Regions from separate parts of the Sus scrofa genome. Here region 1 is linked to region 2. Evidence: chromatin contacts called from public Hi-C data. All regions are on one chromosome and are shown on one strand. Each heading gives the region's core, a stretch centred on a gene start, on an enhancer-like site or on the middle of the called end of the contact. The rest is flanking DNA. Distances are from core to core; before and after follow the strand shown. Region 1 holds the start of DDX28 (probable ATP-dependent RNA helicase DDX28). Region 2 holds the start of PSKH1 (serine/threonine-protein kinase H1).

Region 1 (3,348 bases), core at 363-2,862, 110 kb after region 2:
ACCTTGCTTCCCACACGGCCCACCCTCCCTGCTCTGTGGATGTAGTCTTGCAGGGTAAGAGGGAAATCATAATTGATAACTAGCTCCACCTGGGTGCTGTCCAGGCCCCGAGAGGCGATGTCTGTGCAGAGAAGTATGTCTTGGGAGCCCCTCTGGAAGGACTGGAAGATACCTGCCCTCATTGAGGCTGGCATTTGTCCCTGAAGTCTTAAGTGTTGGATTTTGTGGTCATCCAGAATATATCCCAACCAGTTCACAGTACTGGAGCTATTACAGAACACCAGAACAGTTCCTGCGGACCCAGTCCTATATGCTCTGTCATGCTGCTTGAGGATCTGCACCAACTCAGTCACCTTCTCTGCCCCCTTCAGCCTCATGAATGTCTGTTTGACATGAGGCATGATGCAGTGGAGCTTGGAACTGGTGATGGTGGTTAGAGAGTCTAAGCAGGCAGCTTTACTCAGCAGCTGGCTTACACCTTCAGGAAATGTGGCCCCTACCAGCACTAACTGAGCTTTGGGATTGAAGGGGTCTTTTAAGTCAGCTGGGCCTTCTGCTATGTGGCTCTTCTCCAAGATGTAGTCCACCAGTTCCAGAAAGCTTTCATCCAATAGTGTGTCTGCCTCATCCAACACCAAGAAGGAGAGCTGCTCCAGGCTGATCAGCTGACTTTTCAGGCCCTTCCACAGAGCCCCCGGAGTGGCCACTAGTACATCTGCTGGAGGCTGTTTGGATAGTTGCAGTCTGATCCTACTCATGCCATGGCCTCCCCCTAACTCCCGCACCTGGAGGCCCAAGGAGCTGCCCAAGGGCTGGGCCACGGCCCGTACCTGTTCAGCTAATTCTCGAGAAGGCACAAGAACCAGGCCTCGAGGAGCAGGGATACGACAGGAGTCCAGGCTTGGCTGGCCCAAGAGCCGCTGAAGCAGAGGTAGCATGTAGCCAAGAGTCTTGCCACTGCCGGTCTCCGCAGCGCAGAGGATGTGGCGGCCACCAAGTAGAGGGGGAATGGTACTTGACTGAACGGTTGTGGGCCGAACGACTTCGGGAGCAGCCTCTTGCAGTGCGCTCAGCACGCGGGGCTCCAGACCCAGATCGGCAAAGCTGTCCTTGGACGAGAGGTTCCGCAACGCTGGGGCCTCCTGTTGCTTGCGCTCGATTGAGAAGTGGTCCTGGCGGGCGCGCCGATTCTTCCAGCCACGTGAAGCGAGTGGTGCGGGCTCCCAACGGCCCAGCGTGAGACGCGCGGGCTGGTTCAACTCCGGCCGCCGCGCCGAGATCAGCAGCTGGCCAGGTCTCACCAAGACCGGCCGCGGGGGGCCCTGCTGCCCCCTCTGCCGCTGTTCCTGACGCCGTTGTAGAGCCCGCGGAATGCGCACCACTGGCAGGGGCTCGTCGGGACCGCGGACCGTTAGATCCCGTCGAGGCGCCAGATGCAACCGAGTCACGAGCGATAACAGCCGAAGCTGACGTGCTAGAGCCATGGTCCCCGTGTTGCCGGAGAGGCGCAATGCAGTGACGTCACAGATGCGCCAAGGCTTTGAGGACGGTGGCTGACGCGGCTCAGTAAAGCGTGCGGAATAGGCGAACTGTGAGGAGCGAGGAAAGATCTGTAGAGTTCAGCAGCTGTAAGGTCTGTAGGCCCAAACCGGGGGTGGTGACGTCCGGGCTCGGGCCAACCGTGGGGAGAGGTGCACGATTGAGGCAGTACTGGGGTTCGGCGTTACGAGGCGATGAGGTCCTGGCATTACGAACCAGGAGGGCGGAGGACTTCTGGCGGTATGATGTCCGATCCCTGCGATTCTTCTCTGTCGCCTTCAGAGCTCCTGTGATATCTTGTCCAGTTATGGTCTCCCTTCTGTAAACTCCTAGGGTGCGGCGATGTTTTCCCAGATGTGGTCTCCGTGTAAGGTCTTTTAATACAAGTAGTTAGTGAGAGTTTGAATGAATGATCAGGCCAGGGGACCTAGATTAACTCTTTTCCACCAGGCCCTTGGAGAGCTGAGGGCCCAGAGAGCAATCTGATGGCCTTCAGAGTATCCTCTCTTCAGTCTTTATTTCAAGAGAACTCATTTCTTCATACTTTTCCCCTTCCTCTTCAGCGGTGGTTCACTCTCCACTCCTTTGTCACCCTTTCCAACTTCTCATCAAGAACCCACTACTTCTTCAGTTAGCTCGCTCACCTCCACTGGCTTCCCACTCACCTTACCTAAATTACTTGACTAGTAGTGAACCATGTACTGCTACCAGTATGTGGTTTGTCTCACAAAGCCATGGTCAGACAAAATATTTTACTTAAATTTAGTTGTTCAGGTTGCAAAAAAGCCCTACACTGTTGGTACTTGAACAGATCCAGAAAATGGGTGTCTGATCATTTCTGTAGTCTTCAGTGCCTGGGGTAAAAAGATAAGGTAAATGTAGATAAAGCATCTGGGTGGTTCCTAACTTCTGGAGAATGAGTTGTAGTATCATCAAATACCATTATAAATACTATTAAATTTCAGATAGCGTTTTGACGCACAATTAAATTTTCTGGAGAGTTACCTGTTAAACCAGCAGAGGAGAAGTTTTGGGTGAACAAGATCATTGGATAGAGCAGTGGCTCTTGACTGAGGGTAATTTTGCCCCCACCTTTCCCCTAAGACATTTGATAATGGCTGGAGACATTTTTGTCACATCTGGGGAGGTGCTATAGGCTCTTCCTTTGGATAGAGTCCAGGATGCTGCTAAATAATGATCAGGACAGCTCCTTCCAAAAAAAGAATTATCTGGCTCAAAATGTCAATAGCGTGCTGTTGAGAAACTTTGGGTAGAGGATGAGGACTGAAGAGAGGCTGAGGTTACCACATGTGCTTTCATTTCAGGTAGTGACATTTGCCAGACTCTTGTGTGGTCCTGCTCATTCTGTAGCAGGCATATTTATGCTGTTGCTTATCATGGCTTTGGGATCAGGAAACCTCAGGAAGGCCCTGCAAGTCATAAACACAGGAAGGAGTGATTCAAGAGGGTGATGCTGGAGAAGAGAACTTTAGGGAGAGTTGTCCTCATGTGTTTGGGGAATGTGCCGGATGGCAAAGAGATGAGGTATGCTGTGGGGATGTACCATTCTAAAAAAGCAGACTGGGTCTGATGCGTGACAGGGAGTCAGATTCTGAAAGATGGCTGTAGCAACTAAAATTGTGCAAATCTGTCTTGAGAGTGCTGGGGTTTTCTGTCATTGAAAGGTTCATATACAGGCTGATTACCACTGATGGTGATATGCTAAAGGGAGTTCATATAAAGGATGCTCCAAGATGTGATTCCACACTGCTTTTATGATTTTTCTAGGAACTCAGAGCTCCCTGTTCC
Region 2 (3,112 bases), core at 290-2,789:
GTAACAATAATAACAAAAATTAAAACAAACAAGGAGGGAGTTCCTGTTGTGGCGCAGTGGAAATGAATCCGACTAGGAACCACGAGGTTTTGGGTTTGATCTCTGGCCTCACTCAGTGTGTTAAGGATCCAGTGATGCTGTGAGCTGTGGTGTGGGTTGCAGACGTGGCTCACATCTGGTGTTGCTGTGGCTCTGGTGGAAGCTGGCCGCTACAGCTCTGAATGGACCCCTAGCCTGGGAACCTCCACATGCCACAAGTGCGGCCCTAAAGAGACAAAAACAAAACAAAAACAAAAACAATAAAGCAAGGAGTTCTCCTGTGGGAGAGCCGACTAAGGATCTGCTGTTGTCACTGCAGCAGCTCAGGTCGCTGCTGTGGCTCAGATTGACCCCTGGCCAGGGAATGCCCTGGGCCTGGCTAAAAAGAAAAACAATAAAAAAAAAAAATGTTACTACACAGTTGGCCTAAAACTGATTTCATCGATCTTTAAGTTAACCATTTGCAACTCCTCTGTGATGGAGGTCAAATTCAACATATCTGAGTGCCTGAATTATTTTATTTTATTTAGTTTATTTTTTAATTATAGTTGATTTACAATTGAATTATTTTAACTGTAGTTTAAAAAATAATTTATTAATTAAATTTAAGCCTGTCCTGGAGTTCCCATCTCGGCACAGTGGAAACGAATCCAACTAGGAACCATGAAGTTGTAGGTTTGATCCCTGGCCTTGTTCAGCGGGTTAAGTAAGGATCCTGCGTTGCTGTGAGCTGTGGTGTAGATCGCAGATGTGGCTTGGATCTGGCCGTTGCTGTGGCTCTGGCGTAGGCCAGCGGCAACAGCTCCAATTAGACCCCTGGCCTGGGAACCTCCATATGCCGCGGCTGCGACCCTAAAAAGACAAAAGACCAAACAAACAAACAAAAAAATTAAGACTGTCCTTTGCATAATTCCAGAGGAACTTCCAGAAACTTCTGTTGAATTGCACTATATCCCCAATCTCGCACTATAAAGCACCCTCTCTCCTAACTACAATCTTTTTCTTTCTTTCTTTCTTTCTTTTTTTTTTTTTCCTTTTTAGGGCAGAACCCGCGGCATATGGAGATTCCTAGGCTAGGGGTCTAAAGGGAGCTGTAGCCGAAGGCCTACACCATAGCCACAGCGACGCCAGATCCCAGCCGCTTCTGCGACCTACGCCACAGCTCATGCCAACACCCGGATCCTTAACCCACTGAGCGAAGCCACGGGTGGAACCTGAGTCCTCATGGATGCTGGTTATATTAGTTTCCGCCGAGCCACAAGGAGAACTCCCTAACAAGGATCTTAAAACATTCTCCCCACTATCTACTGTGACTGCCAAACCTAAGTTCAAGGTTCTCGGAGCGACACAAAGACTCACCCGTTATTCCCGGGAGAGAGCCCAGCCCCGCCCTGAAAGCGTTGACTGACAGACAACGCTCCGAGCGCGTAGCCCTGCCCTCCGGAGTCCTTCCCAGCCCCGCCCAGTGGGCGTACGGAGTTTGTTTTGGCGTCAAGCGCGCGCTGTGATGACGCCACGACGCTGACGCCTGAGGATGGCGGCGGCTGCGGCGGCGGCGGCGGCGGGTGCCGTAACCGCAGCCCGGAGAGGGTCAGCACAGGTGCTCAGACGCCAAAGAGCCCGCCGCCCGTGCGAGGTGAGGCGGCTGGGCCCAGGCGACGGCCCCATGGGTGGGAGGGGCTGACGAGCTGCTGCAACGGTCGCTTCTTGGAGCACTGGGCCCGTCCCTATCCAGCTGAGAGCCCTCGGCTCGTGCCCGGGGCGCCGGGGCCTACGGGACTAGGGAGCAGGCCAGGAGACCGCTCTTCGAGGGCCCCGGTATTCGAGGCTGGACTGGCCTTGAGACTTGCTGCTGCGTTGGGTAGCCCGTCTCTGAGGCCGCAAGAGCCAGGTGGTCATGGTCTGCTGTTTCGCCTTCTGTTCAACCAGCCGGCGTAGGTCAGAGTGGATTGACCCGGTTGTCCTCATTACTTTCTCATGTCCGGCATCTATTGCACACCCACTCCTTTGCGAACAAACGCCAGGGGGCCCGGAGGACGGCTGGTCGCTTCCTTGTTTATTTTGAGGGGAAGAGTAGGTCTGAGTCCGTCCGGTTCGCCTGCCTTGTAAATTAGTTGTCCCTCTGCTTTTATAAAAGCAGGCAAAGTCCAACTCCTCCACGCTCACTCTCCCTCCATGAGGCTATGAAGTTGAATTCCCACATGAAAAATCTGAATAAATCCTTCATTGCCTAAAACTGGCCCCGTGGTACCTACAGGATAAAGGCCAAAGCTCATAGCAAGGCATTCAGGGCTCTTCATAATCTGATAGAGGTATAATCCCGAAATCCTAGCCACTTCTGTTTCCTGTTTACATTGTTTTGGGGGGTATGTGAACCTGCCTTTAGTTCTGTTTTAATACACTCTTGCTTTAGATATGCAATTTTCTCACTTTGTAGTACTTTTTTTTTTTTTTGTCTTTTTAGGGCCGCACCCGGGCATGGTAATACTTTTCTTTTCCTTCATCCCCACCTCCACCCACCACTATGGAAAATTTACATCTGTCCTTTAAAATCTGCCTTAGCGCAGTGGTTAACGAATCCGACTAGAAACCATGAGGTTGCGGGTTCGGTCCCTGCCCTTGCTCAGTGGATTAACGATCCGGCGTTGCCGTGAGCTGTGGTGTAGGTTGCAGACGCGGCTCGGATCCTGCGTTGCTGTGGCTCTGGCGTAGGCTGGCGGCCACAGCTCCGATTTGACCCCTAGCCTGGGAACCTCCATATGCCGCAGAAGCGGCCCAAGAAATAGCAAAAAAAAAAAGCTATAAAATCTGCCTTAGATTTCATTTCCTTGGAAAAGCCTCCCTTCTCATGGAACCCCTGACTCCTCTGAATTTCTATTCATGTTGGAGTTTATTGTGTTGTGTCACCTGATGGTTGGTCTGGGGATTGAGTCTTCTGTCTGCCTCTGAGTGTCTGGCTGTGTGTCTGGCATAAAGTAGGAGCTGAACCAACTGGGATAGGTTGCTGGTTGAGAATGGATATAGATTCGGCTATATTATTTTGAGCACCTTTCAGGGGCCAGGGCCTGAGATG

Evidence for each region. A called contact is a pair of places that touch in the nucleus more often than the background predicts.
Region 1: a contact with region 2 is called in a Hi-C map of skeletal muscle, with 4 times the contacts expected there. The contact joins the promoter of DDX28 here to the promoter of PSKH1 in region 2. A contact is called at or near these places in 11 of 47 Hi-C or Micro-C datasets (alveolar macrophages, brain, embryonic fibroblasts and 5 more) and 2 of 2 datasets of contacts at active chromatin or transcription factors (alveolar macrophages and skeletal muscle).

The regions. Positions count from the first base shown.
Region 1 is chr6:28,615,831-28,619,178 of Sscrofa11.1, forward strand. DDX28 (probable ATP-dependent RNA helicase DDX28) reads right to left here and starts at 1,613. Exons shown (of 1, transcript XM_003355776.4): 1 at 1-1,613. The coding sequence starts at 1,484. DUS2 (tRNA-dihydrouridine(20) synthase [NAD(P)+]-like) reads left to right here and starts at 1,520. Exons shown (of 17, transcript XM_005655778.3): 1 at 1,520-1,633.
Region 2 is chr6:28,507,246-28,510,357 of Sscrofa11.1, forward strand. It overlaps PSKH1 (serine/threonine-protein kinase H1), which reads left to right and starts at 1,540. Exons shown (of 3, transcript XM_021094111.1): 1 at 1,540-1,675.